2 separate regions of the Ovis aries genome follow, and region 2 is linked to region 1. The links are chromatin contacts, called in public Hi-C maps. All regions are on one chromosome and are shown on one strand. Each heading gives the region's core, a stretch centred on a gene start, on an enhancer-like site or on the middle of the called end of the contact. The rest is flanking DNA. Distances are from core to core; before and after follow the strand shown. Region 1 overlaps SSH2 (slingshot protein phosphatase 2). Region 2 holds the start of SSH2 (slingshot protein phosphatase 2).

Region 1 (4,485 bases), core at 1,700-4,199:
CATTGCCTGACTTTTGTTATCATTGCCTGTTCTCTAAAATTATACATTTCTGCCTTTGATTTATTTTGTGGAACTAGGCAGAAGGGCTAAAGCATGCCATTTTTTAAGAGCCCTGGGAAGTTTGGGTAGGTGGGAATCTATTCTGAAAGTTCGCAGTGGATTCAGAGTCTGCCTAAAAAGTCTTTTTGTGTTCAAATTTGTCTTCTATCTTGAGAACATAGGAAGACAGAGTTTTAAAGGGAGTTTTGCTGCCAAATGCTACAGAGGGAAAAATTAAAAGTTTCTTATGTAGTCAATGAGATTTCCCTGCAATCAAGTTTACTTACTGAATTTGTCAGAGACTTCCTGTGGTGAGATGGTTCACAGATGGTGGATAATTCATTTTAAAAATAAAAGTGAGCTTTGTGTTTTGTTCTTTCTCTTGTCTAACATGATGTCTCCCCCTGCATAGCTGCCTTTTCTGTCTCTCTGTGCTCTAAGGGAAGACCCAAAAGTATTAGCTAAATTGTTCTGGCAGCGGACAAAGTACTGGGTGAGGAAGGAGTTGACCGAAAATAGGGCTTTCCCTAGCTGTTGCAGGAAGATAAACAGAGGTCCTACCATATGTAACTACCTTCTTTAAAATGATTAACTAATGTGTTATGTAGCATTACTACTAAAACCTAACGTGGTGTGGTGATCTGTGCGCATATAGATTCTATAGGTGTTGGTTTTCTTACGTACTCATTCATTATGTTTTTGTTTTTCTTTTATTGCGTTGTGTTTTCCTATCCAGCTTTAAAAAGCTATATTGAGGAATGTAGCACATCACAGTGTGTGTTACCTGGAACTTCCTGGGGACTGAACGTTGAATTCCTGTAGGAATTTGTTTACCAAAATTTTAGAAGAATGACTATGTGGGAAAGTAAAGTTTATTTTATGTGTTGACTGTTATTTAAAATAGGAAAAGGAACTTAATCTCGCTCCTCTTCATCAACCACTTAGTATGTATCATACACTACTCTAGCTGCTTAAGGTACATCTGTAAACAAACTCAGAAAGCACTGCCCTGTAAAGCTTGTAGTTTGATGCCTGTTACCATTTCACCTTCTACTTCTGCCAAGGGCAGAGCTGTGTTCAAACCTAGCATGACTGCGTGTTGTCTCTGACCTTGCGACATTACTCTTTTAAGCATAGTAATCAAGTTGTCATGTTATCATTCATTTGGAAAATGAGTGATTCTTAGAAATCATCCCTTGCTTTGGTTCTGTAAGATGAAATTTTCTTGTTAACTACTTAGATTTGTACTCAGAAGAGCTTTATGCAAAATAAAGAAATTTTGTCCCAGGATTTTCCTATATATGTTCCCTAGTGTGTTCTTACAGTTGACCTGACTTACCATCAGCAACAGTTTGTAATAAGTAAGCCAAGACCACATGAGTTTATGTTTATAGAATTTAATCTCACACATCAGAGGTGAGGGGAATGATGGAGGAAATGAAATAACAGAATCCTCTAGGTGTATAGCTGCTACGTTTTTGGTATGGTCTGCTTTCCTTCTGGGAGCTTATATGCTCTACTTCATGTGATTCTAGGGGGGCTGACCATCACTTGGCCCTGCTTTTCTGCCACTGGGATGGTCATATGCCCATACACCCATGTCAGACTGGTCAAAGTACCCCTTTTCACTGGATACCATGATTGGTCCACACACGGTCAGTTAGAGTCCTGTTGAGAGAGAGATGGATGCTGGGGGTAAAAAGTTTAAGTTCTGTTTTCTGGACTCTGCTTAAGTGAATGATATATGCTTGCTGTGGTTGGTGATCATCTTACTGCCACATAGTCTAGTCAGCCTAAGAAGAGGAAGCAGGCAGAGCCCAACGAGAGAGGGAGAGTAGAGACCTAATAACATCGCTGCATTTTTTAAATTCCTCTTGGATTTACCAATTACATGAACCACTAGCTTTTTTGTTTTCCTTAACTCACATTGCTTCTTGTATAATAAGGTATCCTTATGTATTACTGTGGTAATCATTTGTGTTTGCCAATATTTCTGGGTCTCCTTACTCTGGATAACGGTAGAATTATACTTCCTTGAAAGTTGGGCATGATCATGTGACTGCTTTGGCAAATGAAATATGTGACTCTTGTCTCTTCTAGATGGAAGCATTTAAGAGCTGATGCATAACTCATATTCAGTTCTTCTTGTCGTAATGACTAGTCATGTCCCAGATAAGAGAGGGTAACATGGAGCAAAATCTCTACCAACCTAAGATGGACATGTAGCACAAATGAGAAACTTACTGTTTTAAGTCACTGAGATGTTGATGCTGTATGTTATTGTAGCCCGTCTAACCTGATACTTGTTTGGAATATATTTTTCTATATTAAAATTTTCTGGGACTTCCCTGGTGGTCCAATGGCTAAGACTCTGCATTCCTAATGCAGGGGGCCAGGGTTTGGTCCCTGGTCAGGGAACTAGATCCCACATGCTGTAACAGAGACCTGGAACAGCCAAATAAGTAAATATTTTTTAAAAAATGTAAATAATTCAGGTGAAAAGATCTTTTAGTATGCCATCTAAGAACACTAATGTCCACAGAATGAGATTATTAAACTATTTAGTATAGTATTTAGTTACTGTTAGGTAAGCATTAAGCTACAAGGCTAAAAGTGAACAGCAGTGTTTCCTGGTTTTGTTGTTCTTGTTTAGTCACTAAGTCTTCTCTGACTTTGTGACCTGTAACCTTCCAGGCTTTTCTGTCCATGGGATTTTCCAGGCATGAATACTGGAGTCGGTTGCCATTGCTTCTCCAGGGGATCTTCCCAGGGATCGAACCTGCATCTTCTGCATTGGCAGGCGAATTCTTTGCCACCTAGCCACCAGGGAAGCCATTTCCTGGTTTACCCTACAGAAACTAAATCTGCTTTTAGGGCTGTGACCTCTGACCAAATTATAGTTGCCTTGTTTCGTATTATGTGGCAGGACAAAGTCTATAATGATAGGTGTTTAAAACTCAGACACTATGTAAACACTCTAGCCTTACCCATGACAATTTCTGTTCTGTGGCCAGGACAAGGATGGAATCTCTGTAACCAGGCCTTGCTATCTGAAAACAGAGAAACCAGACAGGTAGGAAGAAATGGTTTAAGGACAGATCGAACAGTCTGATTTGCAGCTGCATGTGTGTGTGTAAATTATTACGGTCTTCAATATCTGTGCTGGACTCCCCAGCTTATGTGAGGGACAACATATTCCCATGGACAAAGCACAGTAGTGATCTATCATTTTCACCTGTTGATGCTCTAATTTTTCTACCTTTAAAGTGGAAATAAAAGGTTTTTCCTTCTCTTACCTCTCCCTGATGGTCCACATGGGAAAATGTGGTTCATAATATATTTGTCAGGAATCTTGGTTGAGAACAACAGAAACTGGCTTAAATAGAAAAATAAAGGTCATTTGTTGTTGAAAATAAAGGTTTGTTTGTTGTTTCATGTAGCAGCCAATCAGAGGGTACCATCCTTGCCCAGCCAGAGGTTGGCTTAAGAGTGAGCATGTGTAAAGTTCAGATGAGAAGACAGGGTGCAGGGTCACGTTTGGGGAGGAGACCACTGGGACAGTTTTCCACATACATAAGAGACACAGAGGAAGAGCTGTTTCCTTCAGCTGACTGTTGTTGATCAACTCTGTTGTGATTTTGCAATCAAGTGCGTTCAGAATGCAAAGTGCAGCATTCCTAATGTCCCTTTTAAAAATTTAAACTATTGTTTATTTTAATATATCACATGAAATGTCTTCAAGCCATGTCTGTTTGATTAAAGCAACTTCACCTCCCCAAGTCAGTTTATTTTTGCATAATGCATAGATTTTATTATTTATAGTCTGTGTTTCATCTGTCTAGAAAACACTTTTCGTTTTAGTTTTCAGTGGAGTAGAACTAAAGTATTTAATTTTTTCACAATGATACCATGGCACTTTTTAAGAGTTTCTGAGGAAACCTGATAGAAATTGCCCTTTAGGGGAAAGAGAATGGGCTCACTGATGTCCCAAACGGTTTGATTTCATAAGCAGAAACATCATCTCACCATTAGTACCAACACAACAGCATGATATGGTTGCAGTCATTTTGCAGACATGATTAGGTAGTCAAGATTAGCCCATTTTATTGGTATGGTAAGTATGGCCAATCTAGATCTCACTGTGATCATCGGGCAGAATTGGAGCCAGGTTGACTTTCCCAAAGCCAGGAGCTGTATACTGTGCATTAAATAAGATTTTATGGGAATGAGGATTGGAAGAAACCAGAACCAGTAGAGAGGGAAGTGAAAGAGTACCTGGCTCATATGAACTTTTTCTTCAGTGATTATATGACACCATTTTAACAAAAGCTTTTCATACATAGTAATATATACCACTTAAAATTTGCTTAATTTAGTAAGACTGAAGAAGTGCAACACTTTTTTAAAAAGGTATTATATTAACTGGAGGATAATTACTTTACAATA
Region 2 (4,509 bases), core at 1,809-4,308, 88 kb before region 1:
GACTCTCTAGTTGCGGTACATGGGCTCAGTAGTTGCTCCACAGAATGTTATCTTAGTTCTCTGACCAGGGATCCAACCCACACCCCCTGCATTTCAAGGCAGAGTCTGAACCACCGGACCACCAGGGAAGCCCTGTTTTAAACTTAAGATCAGGATTCTTAACCTAGAGCCCCTTAATGGGTTTCAGTGTGTGTGAAATATGTAAGTGCATCTTTCTGGGGAGATGGTTAATAGTTTTCATCAGGTTCTCAAAGCTTAAGAACCAGCTGATCACAGAAATTGCAAAAGCTCTTTTATAATTTCACCCCTGAAGAACGGTAATACAAGTCAAGGGTTAAATGAACTCCAATGGCACAAGGATCCAGATCAGTTCACCATGTGGCTGTACTGGGACTATAGGCAAAGACTGAAAGCCAATATCATAAAGCCTGCATTTGCCCAGACCTTCTCTGTTTTTCTAAAGCACTTTGTACATTTCTAGATTCCTCATATATATATATATATATGTATATATATGTGTATATACATATATAGATGTATGTATTTCCTGTGGGGCCTAGCAGAGGCGACTGAAACAACAGTACCATTAAAGCCTACTGTAATTATTTGATGCATTTTCTACTGCTAACAAGCTGTGAGAGATAGACAGACTTTTGTTTTTAAAACAGTGACTAGTATATGATACACACTATTTTCTCAATTAATGGTGAATGACTCAATGAACATGCGCGAACAACTTCCAAATCTTAGTTTCCTTAAAAAGTAATACACCAGGAAAAGATATTTCTCCTGTCAATAAATTAGCTTTCTATTACAAACCTTATGTGAATTTGGGTACCTTACAATCCTAATTTTGACCAGAATTTTATCACCTCAGTTGTGGTGAATAAAGACATTCTAAACCTACCTACAAATGAGACATATCTTGACCACAAATCTACTTCTCCTAATGTTAAGAAAAGGCATGGAATCATGTATTTTAAAATATTTTTATTACCTTTTTGCTTGATCTATTTTCTACACATACAGTATACTCAGAAAATGCTGACTGCACTTGGAACAAACTTAAGAGAATAACAAAATTATTTTAATTACACATGGGGTTTTATAGTTTATATTGCACTTTACATTTTTTTCTCGAGAACAAGAATCCTGTGAGTTAGAACTCTGTTGAAGAAATAAACTAAAACTTAAAAACTTTAAGCCATTTGCTCAAGGTTTTACAGAGGCCAGGAACTAGAAGCGAGATCTCTAATCGCTAAGGTGTGCTCTTTCCCACTGTAAGATTATTTTGCACTGTAAGATTATCATTGTCCAAAAGAATTTAAGATTGTGTTGCTACATAAAAGCAGATAATCAGTGTTGCTGTCCCTGAGTCAGAAGCACATTACTAAGACCTATTGATTTGAGTAACACTTAAAAAAACATTTTTTATTGAGGGATAATTGCTTTACAGAATTTGAATAACACTTTTTTCTAGAACTATACTTTGGTTAATAAGCCATGTTTCATTTATTTGTGTTCATTCAGCTTTCAGCAATGTAAAATTCTTGCCTAGGCATATAGCTTCCTGTTTGATCTGCTAAGCTTTGGTTCAAAGTTCTTACTTCTGAACTTTGTCTGGTCTTTTCCTGTTTACCAAGTAGCTCTGGGAAAAACACAGTCAGATTGTTTAATCTGTGAACCGTACATCTTTGTTTAATTTTGGCTCGCAGGCACTCTTGACCACCACCAGGGGGCAAAAGCCTACCAGCTGGCTTCTCTGCTGTACATTCAACATAGGACTGTACAGTACAGGGACCCTCAGTGTCTGATTCTTGATGGAACCTCCCTGCTAATTATTTCAACCACAGGGCCCCAGGGAGAGAACAAAGGCTCAGCACAGAGGGCTCCAGTGGCACTTAACCATACAGCGGCCAGAAAGGGCTCAAGGCTGCTCTGCCAATTTACAACAAGCAGTAAGATCCAAGAGAGTTTGAGTGACAAACAAGAGGCGGTGGATTAATAACTGCAAACTCCGGAATGTCTGCGTTTTACAGACATGTTATGTATGGTGGTATTTACCAGCACATCCACTCAAATTAAGAAATAGCTTTGTCAACTCTGTTTCTCTGTGTAATCAATCTATGGTATTTATATGGCGCGATTTCCACCCCCGCCCCCCTTAAATCTTGATTTTTCATTATGTTCTTGGCTTAGGTTCAGCTGATGATTTATCTTTTAGAAAACTATTTCTTTAGAATATTCAATCGACATTTCGCATGTGTCTATGAAATAATGAAATCTAGAGACGAAGAGAAGGAAAACCCCAAAGAGCAAATCCTGTCTAATCAAGAGAATTTCTTCCCAGCAGGAAGCAAGTGGGAGGTAAATAGCAGGTTGGACCCTTGTAACTCCGTGAGCCCAGCTTTCTCGGCTTCCCCCAGGCTCTCTCGGCCTCCCTGCACTTCAGGAATAATGAATGAGCCCTTAGACAGGGGCCAGGGTAACAGGAAGCACGAGGGTACCATGAAGATTCTCGGGTATAAAATTACAAACCCTTCTTTCTTTCAAAAAGTCTCATCATAAAACATGGACTCAGAGCGGAAGGGTGGGAAAGCTAAGAAGAAAGCCCTCGAGAGCCGGGTCAACGGTAAGGTCTCTAGCCCAGAAAGTCCCATCCGCGCTCAGAGGAAGCGTTTGAAACCCCGCGGCGCCCTTTCCCACCCGGAAACTCGTTCGCGTCAGGATTTTCACCTCGGTTTCTTCTCACTGAGGTGGGTTAAGCTGTGCGCCCAACCTCGGGAATAAAAAAAGGTTGTCCTTCAAGAGTGGGGACTCCAGCGACACCCCCTCCCCAGCCGCAGAACCCGCTCCCTAACACACCCCCTCAAACCCCCAGAGCAGCCTAACCCGCGCGATTCCCAGAGCCCGGGGGGAAACCCCGAGAGGGGGCGGCGGCCCGAGGCGCACGCACCCGGCCGCCTTCCGGCAACTCAAGGGTTACGGCCAGGCGGCGGCGCGCGAGGAGGGGAGAGGCGGTTGCTGACAGGTGGCGCCTGCGCACTGGGAGCGCTCATTGTGCCCCGCAGCTGCCGAACTGCCCGCCCGCCAGCCAGCCAGCCGCCCGCTCGGCGCGTCAGTCTGCGAGAGTCCGGTGGTGGGTGCGGAGTCTGCGGCCGTTCGCGCGGCCTCCTCCTCCTCCCTGTTCCCCTCACCCCCACCCCACACCCCTTTGCCCCATCCCGGCTCCGTCACCCTCCCGCCCCCCACACTCGGGACAAGAATGCCCTGCCCGGAACAGCCCAGCAGCGCCTAGATGGCTTTGGTCACGGTCCAGCGGTCGCCTACCCCCAGCACTACCTCCAGCCCCTGCGCCTCGGTGAGTCCCCTCCCGGCAGCCGCTCCGCTCGCTTCTGTCACTGCGGCTCCGCTTTGCCTCAGCGGGTCCCGCCGAGCGCCACTGCGCACGCGCCGCGCCGCTTCCCAGGCCTTGGCACCCGGCTGCCGCGAACCCCCCACACGCCCCCATCTTAAAGACGAGCCGCAGGAACTACCGGACGTTGATGTGTGCCTCCGTCACTCTGAGCACCTAGCGCCTCACCATCCTCGCCCCGAAGCCCCCTGTGGCATGCTTTCCTCTGGCTTGAGCACTTCCTTTCGGGAATGAGTCATTCTTGCTTTTCACCCTCCCCCTTCCTTTTACCCTCTGTTGCTCTGCTGCAGGGAGAGGACCCCGGGACTCCTGCCATGCCCCTTACCCACACCCACATCCCCTTACCCGCACCCATTTCAGGGACCCGTTCCGTCTTCACCCACCGCCCGCCCTTCGGGCTCTCCGGGCGTCTGCCTTCCCCCTGGTCACTTGCTGTCTTTCTTGTGTCCTGTCCATTGGGCTTCATTGGACGGCTGAACGGTAGTTACTCCTAGGTTTCTCGCCATCTCCCCTCCCCCAGAGGGTGGCGGGAGTCTCTGCTCCTTGGACCTCTCACCTTTCCTCGACGAGGTCCTGAAGCATCTGGCGCTGCTTGATGACCAGTGCCAATTCATTTACATCTCACAGACATGTATGCATCGCACTCATTGCTCATGATCGTTCTTGTTCTCGAGTCGTGTTTGTATGGCTCGTTACTTCAGATGCCAGTGCCAGTGAAGCGTGCTTCCAGAAGGAAAATACCCAGTAACCAGCCTTTTCCTGCTGGGCCCTTCTTTGCCTTCGCCCCACCCCCACTTCTTTACGCTCCATTCTTTTAGGCTTTTTTTTTTTTTTCTGGAAATATTTGTTTTTTAAAATGAAATATTGCACCAGTGGGGCGAAATGGGATCTTTTAAAAAAAATCCAGATGTTTTAGAGGGAAATAGATGGAATGAATATATGAGGAATTAGAAAAACCGTTTGGAACTTCCTACAGAATTGTAGTTTTAAAAACTAGGTTGGTGGGTTTAGTAGTTTCAGCTTGCAAACACGTATTCAATATACACAGAAACACCTTCCACTGTAAAAATTTGGGTTACTCTTAATTTATATAT

What was found. A called contact is a pair of places that touch in the nucleus more often than the background predicts.
Region 2: a Hi-C map of liver shows a contact between it and region 1, with 3 times the contacts expected there. The contact joins the promoter of SSH2 here to the enhancer-like site in region 1. A contact is called at or near these places in 9 of 16 Hi-C or Micro-C datasets (blood, hypothalamus, liver and 4 more).

The regions. Positions count from the first base shown.
Region 1 is chr11:20,970,660-20,975,144 of ARS-UI_Ramb_v3.0, reverse strand. All of the region lies in intron 1 of SSH2 (slingshot protein phosphatase 2), which reads left to right. Among named protein-coding and RNA genes, the nearest start is that of TRNAG-CCC, 80 kb to the right of the region's middle. Within about 2 kb of position 2,949, at least 5 of the 54 cell types and tissues checked have an H3K27ac peak or open chromatin away from gene starts, as enhancers often do. A contact at or near this core is called in liver, where this site is marked.
Region 2 is chr11:21,059,085-21,063,593 of ARS-UI_Ramb_v3.0, reverse strand. SSH2 (slingshot protein phosphatase 2) reads left to right here and starts at 3,058. Exons shown (of 15, transcript XM_042255464.2): 1 at 3,058-3,361. The coding sequence starts at 3,299. It overlaps EFCAB5 (EF-hand calcium binding domain 5), which reads right to left and starts at 3,397. Exons shown (of 22, transcript XM_042255465.2): 1 at 3,343-3,397.